Linked DNA regions of Bombyx mori: region 1 is linked to region 2. The links are chromatin contacts, called in public Hi-C maps. All regions are on one chromosome and are shown on one strand. The core of a region is the stretch at or near the end of the contact, and the rest is flanking DNA. Distances in the headings are between cores, read along the strand shown.

What was found. A called contact is a pair of places that touch in the nucleus more often than the background predicts.
Region 1: a contact with region 2 is called in a Hi-C map of posterior silk gland, with 2.5 times the contacts expected there. The contact joins two enhancer-like sites. A contact is called at or near these places in 2 of 7 Hi-C or Micro-C datasets (posterior silk gland and whole pupa).

Annotation. Positions count from the first base shown.
Region 1 is chr27:6,598,043-6,603,543 of ASM3026992v2, reverse strand. It overlaps LOC692674 (transcriptional activator cubitus interruptus), which reads right to left. Exons shown (of 21, transcript XM_062676509.1): 19 at 4,790-4,960; 20 at 4,260-4,400; 21 at 307-4,054. The coding sequence ends at 1,973. Among protein-coding and RNA genes, the nearest start is that of LOC119630801, 17 kb to the left of the region's middle. Within about 2 kb of position 2,608, at least 5 of the 8 cell types and tissues checked have open chromatin away from gene starts, as enhancers often do.
Region 2 is chr27:6,187,637-6,192,582 of ASM3026992v2, reverse strand. It overlaps LOC101744693 (IQ motif and SEC7 domain-containing protein 1), which reads left to right. Exons shown (of 23, transcript XM_021346151.3): 7 at 1-8; 8 at 925-1,048; 9 at 2,282-2,414; 10 at 4,484-4,577. Among protein-coding and RNA genes, the nearest start is that of LOC119630684, 17 kb to the left of the region's middle. Within about 2 kb of position 3,357, at least 4 of the 8 cell types and tissues checked have open chromatin away from gene starts, as enhancers often do.

The sequences.
Region 1 (5,501 bases), core at 1,359-3,858, 410 kb before region 2:
TCCCCTATTGATGTTCATACTCAGCGATGATGGCATAAGACTTTTATAACAAAATAATATATAAAGAAAAGTTCGCTCATGACTCATTTAAAATATATAGTAGTATCGAATATCATATTGAAATTTTAAGGTTTGAATTGAAGAATTTTGTGAATTAATTTCTTATGTTATTTTTTATGTACAGTAAATGTGTTCTAATTATATATTGGCGTCAATATACCTTCAACACTTGAACCGCATTATAGCATCGCATTCTGATGCGATAAGGGTATACCAAATGAATTCAAGAAAGAAAAAACACAAAAATTAATGATGCCACATTTTCATTCAAGAATATTTATTTGAAAATAAATGTCACAGATGTCCCCCAACTATTACAAAACAGTATAAAACAAATAATTTACTACAAGATACAGTTCATTTATTTCTCTACCTTTCGTTTTGTGCGTAAATTTAAATACCATTAACAAATATTTAAAAACTAGTAATCTCAATTAAAAAATTATAATAAACTATTTCTAAGAGATTCATAACTAAATTAATGTTAGTTAATATTTAATTAACGATCGATATTACAATAAAAATCCTAATGAAAATATCTATTTTGTACAAAATTTTATTCCAGCTAATAATCTCATAGATCACTTATGTGATAGACTAAAAATTAAAAATACAAAATAATACGTAATCCAAGAACGTTTAAGGCACAAAATACATTGTATCTTAAAAGTATGTACAGTTTCGTGTATGTACATTCTAAGGCACATTTTTTTTATGTAAAAAGCTACAAAATTACATGTAAATGCAATAATAGTACTATTGGAAGACGATTTGTTATGTACAATCTCAAACGATGTCTTTTAAATTTTAGAACTTAGGTTAAGGTTTTTTTTTTAAATTTTTTATATGTAAAAGTATGTTTTAAAAAATAATCAGTCTCGAAGGGACGTGTAGCAACAACCTATGTTTCAATGCACCAAGAATCAAGGATACATAATCCACGAACCTGAACAGAGGTTTTCAGAGAGGTAGCGATCCGACATCTCGTATTCAGTGTTAAACGGGTATCCAAAGAACGGATCTTCAAACGACTGACCTTTACGAGGTCATATCCACCCACTAACGCGTTAGGAACTAAAATTATTCCGGTTCACAGGGAAATGGCATGAAAAATATAGGGCAATTGAAACTACAACCGCGCCACCTGCCGTACATTTTTCGTACTAGATTATAGCTCATGTGGTTTGGTTAAATAAACTATAGCATTATGAAGTTTCATCAAAATCTGTGCTGTAGTTATTGCGTGAATGAGTATTAAAGATCCACCCAATATCACATATCTTCGCATTTATTATTATAATTATTTTGCCATGTTTGCATACTTTTATGGCGGGCTTTGAGCGCAGCGATCGAATCAAGAAATTTCGTAACGAAAATAAAACCTAACACTCCCCCACTCCGCCTACCATGTAGCTCGCGTTCAACACATTCACACGTTGCGCTTGTGTAGTGTTTGTGAATAAGCGCGCGGCGTGACGTCGCACTGCATGCACAACACGGTTTAGTTTAGCGCACGGTTTAGCTTGTGAGTGTGAAGGGGACAGTTAATGTTTTGCTTTTGTTAATATTTATAAATATAGCGTGGTCTTATTAATTATTGTTTTAATATTAAATTATTATTGTCTCATTACAATTGCATAAGTTGATAAAAAATGCTATGCAATAGCTTTACCGCGGCAGTCCCAGAGTGCCAAACGTGTTTCTTTATATTATTTCGTTGAAAGTTAAAAATGGTATGGTTGCTTCGATTGACTTCTGAAACTTGAGCATAGTACATTACGTACACTCTCACTTGTTAACTGCCCTACAATAAGTGAATTAGAAATCGAATATGTGGCATTAGTGCACTGTTCAAGTATGTAGTTTATGTCCTTGATTTTACAAAAAAAATATTAATAATACACTTAAGCAACTATTGAATCATTTGGAGGTATTGATTCTCCTCGTAAAACGAAGACAAAGACGTCTGGAGGTCATTCACAACCATATTATCGCCTTGCAGGGGATGCGTGGTGCTCGACACCATTTCAGAACTCTTCCAGTTTTCACAGTTCTCGACGTACTCCAGCGTTCTCTGATAAGTTTCCTGTCTCATTGAATTGTTTTGGGTCTTCCGTCTTCCGTTGTTCGCTTCGATTTGCGACTGAGATATGTCCCAGACTTGGACTTCGCTGGGCTGATTGTTTTGGCTCCTCAGGCTGTTCATGCTGCAATCAGCCTGGTCGTTCTTGATTTGGTTGCAGTTCGTCAGCCGGTTGCACTTGACTTGTTTCTGGCTTCCCGTCGACATGTTCACGGAATTCGGTGTGGACTTCTGTGGATTGTGTTTGTTGAACTGATTGCCTGGATAGTCCCATTGGTTGTAAGGCCTCTGGTGATTGTAATATTGGTTATTGTTCATCATAGCTTGGTTGTATTGGTGATTGTTCTTCGGTGGTGGAGGTCCCATCACGTTGTTATTGACGACGGCATTGTATGGAGGCGGCTGAGGGTACTGTACGTTCTGGTTGTAATGGTTGGTCTGTGCGGGCGGGCACTGGTGTTGCGTGTCGCAGTAACTGGTCATTACACCCCGGGTCATATTGCCGCTGTTGTCGACGCTCATCATGGACGATCTAGACGACTGCATCGGGTGAGCACGGCTGTTCTGGTTGAAGTTCATCTGTTGGTAGTTCATCATAGGCTGGTTCGGATAATGAACGTTCTGATTTTGAACCATTTGATTGACCGTCGGTGCTTGGTTCTGGTTGTAAGATTGCATGATTTGATAATTTTGCACGTTTTGATGGTGCACGTTAACATTTTGGTTTTGCATTGGATATTGTGGTGGTTGGTTGTTATTGTAATTTTGCGTGTACTGGTTCGGCATCGGCATATTTGGCCGAGCCGGCATTCTGTGACAGTTGGGCCGATAGTTGAGAGCCATTTGTTGTTGATTAACGTTGATCATTTGATTTTGGAGATTGGGGTTCACAGGTCCGTTCATAGCCACCGGCATGTTTTGTATCATTGGACTTGCCATGCCCTGTCCCATTGGGCTTTGCATTCCTGGATGCATGGGGCTGGGCATACCGTGGCTCATGGGACTGGCTATGGTCTGTCCCATCGGACTAGCCATGTTCATCATGGGACTAGCCATATTCTGTGACATGGGGCTACTGACGTTATTGTGACGAGGGCTCAACATTATTTGGTTGGGTATCTGTGGACTCATGAGACTTTGCATGCTTTGTGGGCTCATGGCATTATGCTGCGGGGACATTACACTCATCGCACTTTGGGGGCTCATCACGTTATAAGCACTGGGAGGGGACATAATATTTTGTGGGATATTGTGCGGACTCATAACGCTTTGTGGACTCATTGCACTGTGCGGGAGGCTTTGTGGACTCAACATGCTGTGAGGCAGGTTCTGCGGACTCAAAATATTTTGACTCATTATAGTCTTAGTATTCGTCTTATTCTGTTTCTGAGCATTAGCCCTAATTTTATTGGATTGTTCAGTCTGGTTGGCTGTCATCGTTTGCAGTGATTGCAAAGGATTCGGATCCGACTTCTTCGTTTCCCTTTCTTTGTTCTCTGCTTTGACTTCCGGGGTGACTTGTTCTTGTAGAGGAGTTTTATCTTCGGGTGTTTTGACAGCCAGAAGAGAGCCGCTGTTGCCCGACATACTAACGTCTAACGACCTTAAATCGACTTGAATATCACTTATATTGAGATCACTTCCTATGGCACCTAGATTTTTAAGTAGAGAATCGTCACTGGTCGCTACGTCACTGACTTTATCACTGGAATTATTAGTGTTTTGTTGTTCGTTTGTGGTATTGTCTTTGGTAGCACTGTCCTTATCTAGACTCGGTTCTGTGTTAGGTCGATTTGCGGAGTCCGTTTTAGCTGATGTTTCCGCTTCGGTTGCCAATATTGATTGGTTAAGATATTGCATCATTTCGTCGGGTATCACCAGCTTATTCTCCACCATTTCACCTTCAGCCACCTTATGAGAAAAAAAGATTAAGCAATTAATTTAAAATAAAAACCGCTTTATGCTGGTATTCCAATGTGATTGAAATAATCATTACACTATTGTTATCTTTATTGTACATGCAATCTTATATCTTGATAAATATTCTGATTTCTTTGTAACAATTTCAATCGGTAGATTAATTAATTTGAAAACTCCAAGTCATTTTTATTCGTACCTGTTCCAAGTTGACTTCCTGGTTGGGGTGGTGGATCTGTGCCGTGGTGACCACCACGGTGCTGGTGGAATTGGACCGTGACTCCTTATACGTCACAGTTTCCTGGTCGCATTCAGTTTTGAACGGGAACGGAGCGTCGCCCTAAAAGCATTTAATAACAAAATTACTGTCGATGAAATGTTGAAGACAAAAGAATCAACTTCTCTGAAACCCTTCAAGACATATTAAATAGTTTATCTATAGGAATTTCTAAAAAATGATGCATCCTCTTTCACTATTACGTAAAAGAATAATATGATTACTGCATTTTTGTAAGATTTAGTCAAATTAAAAATGCACATGATCCCAAGCAATTATCAGAATCTGTAGACACCGTCGCGTGAACGTGACAGCTTAGACATTGAATTTGAAGATCTTGACTTTTGGCATAGCGTTACAGAAATAGAAACAGCAAATACAGCAGCAACTCAACATCAATATGAACTATGGTGTCTGAAAAGTTGGCATTTGAGCAAAAAACGTTAACTTACCAAACCGTCGGTTCCGCAAGGGTACGGCTGGTAGCCTTGGGTCTGATCACTTAAGTTCGACTGCTCCGAAAGTCTTCTCGCCTCTTCTTTCACTTGAACGTTCGGATCCAACTCCAATGCTAGTTCCTCTGCCCTGACTTCAGAACATGTGACTCCCCGGAGTAGGATGGCCTGGAAGATAGCGCGAGAGATCGCTATTTAATTTTATCTATACTAATATATAAATCTACAGTGGTTTTTCCGGATGTTCCGTTATAACTACTGAATCGTGCATCCGATTGACTTGAAACTTGGTATCCGTGTAGAAAATACATGAACTTAATGGATAGGCTAATATTTATATGAGTGTTGTGTGTATATGAGTGTACTCCCTACACCAGTTGCGGGGGCGTTAGTGATGAGAATCTTTGTGGGGGTGAGAAATAATAATGTTAATTTTAAATGCCCAGCGAAGCGGACGGGTACAACTAGTCATTTTATAAAAGTAGGGACCGGCTACGCTTGTAGTAACTACCGATTAATATTTTAGATAAGTGACGATAAATCCGTAAAATGAACTGGATCGTAAGTTCACGCCTTCTTATACGACGACAGTAAATCATTGCCAGTAGTTCTTTTACCAGGGCGGTTTTTTTTTTCCTACCCAAGCTGAGAGCCTTGAGAGGTTATTTCAGCGTAACCTTAACTCGTAGGTGAGCTCAAAGGACTCAAA
Region 2 (4,946 bases), core at 2,108-4,607:
AGTCAATGGTAACGATTTTTCCCTACCTATGCTGATAGCCTTGAGAGGCTATTTCAGCTTCTCCTTGACGCGTAGGTGATATCACGGGGCTCAAGCCGGAGTGTTGCTCCGAAAAAATATTCATTTACTATGCTTATATGAAATTTAGAGGAATCGAGCCTTATATATGTCGCAGGATGGTCTTCATAATTTTTTTGACATTGTGAGCGCACAGTAGGTAATCGTACAACGAGCTTGCGCAACACGAAACAACGACAGATCCGAGACGTTCACTCCTTCACTCTTCCGAAGTCAGGCAAAGAATGTGTCTTTTTTTCCTACTTTGCCTAGTAACCTCGAGGGGTGATTTTAGATTCTCCGAACTAGTAGGTGAGCTCGCGGGGCTCACACCGGAATGTTGCTAACACTGGCCCTAGCAAGAGCAGTGTTTCGCAGAATCTACCACCGGCTCGGAAACGCGACTCACTGAGAAGATCCGGCAAGAAACTCAGTGGGCTGTGTCTATGGGTTAATTTACTCGTCGAGCTCTTCGTCGCAAGCGACCTTCATTATTATATAACGATTTCCTACCGCGATTTTCGCATTCAATGAGTCCACGTGGTTTCGGAATGTCGCAAGCGTCACAGTTGGACTAGACAGACTAAGTAATGACAGATTTATTGTGTAATCATTTAATTTTAAGCGAAAATATTAAATTATTGCAGAATATTAAAGTTAGCGAGGTAATAATTGTTTGAAATAGCGGAAATTAGGCCACACTCTTTTATTATGCTTCTCGACTAAATCGAAGTCACTCACCTTGAGACGTGAGTTCTAAGTCACCGTTTTTACAGTACACAATTTAAAAAAAAAAACTGCTCTTATCTACAATTTTACGTTTAACAATTATTCCGATTCTAAAACTCCATTTGTCCGTAATTACAGGTACTGATATCTACGCGACTACGTTGCTACAAAAAAGTCCCAGCGGCACAGAAAAGATGTTAGCTTTGACGAGACCCATGAGGTCGATGTCCTTGCGGGAGCGACACGAACCACCCGACATGGGGTAAGTTACAAGGAATCCTACAGAGAGGTCATACAATAGCCGATTAATTCCAGTCAGTAACGACAGAGCTCTAGAACATCAAATCTATTATTTTCTTCGATTTTCGTTAATATAATTCAAACTTTTTTTTTATTGCTTAGATGGGTGGACAAGGTCACATTCCACCTGGTGTTAAGTGGTTACTGGAGCCCATAGACATCTACGACTACCAACCCACCTTGAGATACAAGTTCTAAAGTCTCAGTATAGTCACAACGGCTGCCCCACCCTTCAAACCGAAACGCATTACTGCTTCACGGCAGAAATAGGCAGGGCGGTGATACCCACCAGCGCGGACTAACAAGAGGTCCTACCACCAGTAATTACGCAAATTATAATTCTGCGGGTTTGATTTTTATTACACGATGTTATACTCTAATATATACTATGTACTACTCTTAATTTTTTATCTAATGCTAACTGGGCTATCACAGTTTCAAACACGAACAACATCTTGTTCGTCCGTGACCACTAAAAAAGTATACGAAATGTCGGAAATAATATAAGGAAAATAAACAGAGGAAGGTCAGAGGAATCACCGCCTAGCTAAGGACATCGGCAATCGGGTTTCAAGGACATGTCCTTATCGAATACAAATTAAATCCTTCTTAAAGAAAAGAGGTTTTTTATCTAATTACTTTTGCCGTAAAGTATCAAATTATAGTACAGAAATAAAAGGGAAAAGTATATTGAATTTAGGTCGCTTCTTCGACTCGAATATTGTGAATTATAATTTAATAATTGTTTGTATGTACTAAGGAGTAAGCATTTACAAAAATTCTGTAAGCTGAACTTGACTGAAATTAACTGCATACTACAAATTTGTATTGAAAAGGTGAAATAATCAGATAAATCTCTAGAATTTATAGCCGCATAAAAATGCTGATACAGGACTTTTTTTTTTATTGTCTACATGGTTGGACGAGCTCACAGCCCACCTGGTGTTAAGTGGTTACTGGAGCCCATAGACATCTACAACGTAAATGCGCCACCCACCTTGAGATATAAGTTCTAAGGTCTCAGTATAGTTACAACGGCTGCCCCACCCTTCAAATCGAAACGCATTACTGCTTCACGGCAGAATTAGGCGGGGTGGTGATACCTACCCGTGCGGACTCACACAATTTATACAAAGGTATAAGATTTTAACTTTGAATCAAAAAATTAAGTGGTGGTATTGTTTTTTTTTCGCAGCAACCACTTGCAATGCGACACGCACGACGTAGAAGCCATGGTTGCTAGAGTTCAGCAGTCGGCTCACCAGATCCACATGATCGCCACCGATCTACCGCCCGGGGTGCTTCATCCGGCTGACGCAGACAGCGGGGTATGACGGATATTAAACAAATCATTACTTAACTTTTACCTAATTTTGGTACATAACTTCTTAATGAGTCAATACATGTAAGAAACCTTCGTTTTCCAAATTAAAAAGGTCTGATGTATTCGTAGTTGTGCGAATATATGCCTTTGTACTAGGACCTATTGCCCAAAACACGTGATTACGGATTCTCCCGATCCATTAACGGTGCTTTTAGGTACCACAAGCACCGGTAAATGTCCTCGTCGAACCCGTCGCTTTTGACGTAGGGCTCAACGAGCGAATTAACCCACAGACACAGCCCACAGAGTTTCTCGCCGGATCTTCTCAGTAGGTCGCGTTTCCGATCCGGTGGTAGATTCTGCGAAGCACTGCTCTTGCTAGGGTGAGTGTTAGCATCACTCCGGTTTGAGCCCCGTGAGCTCACCTACTAGCTAAGGTTACGCTGAAATAGCCTCTCAAGGCTATCAGCTTAGATAGGAAAAAAAATACCCAGATTAATTTCTAAATGCTTTGTTTATTCTAATTAGAAGTACTGAATAACTATTATTTTCTGTGAAAAGCCTTCAAATTACTGTATAAATATTTATATTTCCCTGATTCTGTTGATTTGGGTACACACACGGAGTACAAAAAAAAATATGACTCAGCTAATTCTGTTGTGCATTTACTATATTTACCATATATATATTTTTACTAACTGTGTTCTTACTTTTCCTAGTGATTCCGGTATCTAATTTAATCTAATTTAATCACTGTGCAATTAAAAATAACGGAAAATTTCTATAACTAAAGCATCGTAACACGAGTAGGTATAGCGATCGCGACACTTCCTACATAAAAACTATGCGATAAAAATGTCAACGCACTACATCTTAGCGAATATAATAACCTTGTTCGGCTGTTACACAAAGCGTGTGTGTATTATTAGTTAAATAAACACAATGACATGATAGCCCAAACAATATTCTATCAGTTGGTGACGTGCGCCGCGTCGTGTGGTCGCCTGCGCACCGTCTTATAGAAACCGTGTAATTAAATACGGTATATCAACTATTGAATACGACGCGACATTAAACCTAGTGCTCACTTAGATATTTCTAGAAAAATAAGAAACAAAAAAAAATGTGTTACGAAGTGAATCGTAAAAAGTCGAAAGTGCTAATGAAATCGGCAAAGAAGAGCAAAGATGTATTTCGGATAGTGAAAATGACAAGACTGTGGAGTTTCAATACCGGAAAATATGATTTACGTAAATATAATGTAGGTCTTTTTTTCTTTGGTATAATCACGACGGAAGGGTAGCTTCCGGGATTGTCACAGGGAACACCAATATCAGCCGTCAGCTTTCCTATTTAGATAAAAATAGTATACGGCTTCCGCAAGGAGGTCGATGGCATTCGTATAATACCGGCTGTATTTTATTGAGTGCTGAGATCGGCTGTTAAATTCCAGCCGTGAGCATCCGTGAGCACTTGTTACTCACGATGTATGGATTTCATACGAACAGAGAAATGATAGTGATCGCGTGCCATCGCGTCGAGTTGCGAAAAAATTTTCTGAATTAAATTTCTGTGAAATGTCATTATCACATTAAAACAAAGAATGTTAAAGTAAATAACATATTAATAAACAAATAATCTAGGGAACGTATACATTAAACTCTCAGACAAAGCGCAAACAAACTTGTCCGTCACACAAATATCCGAACTGGGAATCGAACCAACGTCTATTGGCAAAGCAGTCAGGGGTGCTAACTAGTGTGTCACCTAATCCTGTTATATAAAAAAAATATTTGGGATTTAAGCTTTCCGTCACTAAGCTTTGTTGCGATTTAGTACCTGGCTAACAAATCAATTAAAAAAAACCTCATCACTGTATTTTTACGAGTTGAATTAATTTATTCTATATCCTAAGTGAGAACACAAAAATCGACTTTTAATTATTCTCAAACCAAACAATCCTGACTCAAACGTAATGTAAATAATATTTTCAGTATTATTTAATCAGCAAGACAATTTACTTAGTCGGTGTTTTAAATTAATATGTAATCACGTGTATTTCGTGAATTTCAGGTTTGCAGTTGTTCAGTTAGCGGCTCCGTGACCAATATATCGACTTCATCATCGCACAATGAATCTCTACACAATCACCAGATGATGAATACTGGTATGTTGGAATAAATAATTTAAAAATATATTGCTTATATGGGCGGAATAATAGGTTACAAATAAAATGTTTCAATAAATAATAAATAAAATAAAATAAATAAATATTTACTAACAGTCACGCCACGTTAACTGGTCCCGTGATAAGTTCGTAAAGAACTTGTGTTACAGGTACCAGATAACGGAAATAAATGTAAGATTTTTATTATACACATACACATATTTAATATATATACATAACCCTGGAAAAGACATTTATATTTATCATACAAATATCTTCCCTTGGCGGGATTCGAACCCGCGACCCCCTGTGTAGTGACTATGTCACTTACCGCTACACCAGACGGCCGTTCAATAATAAAAACATTGC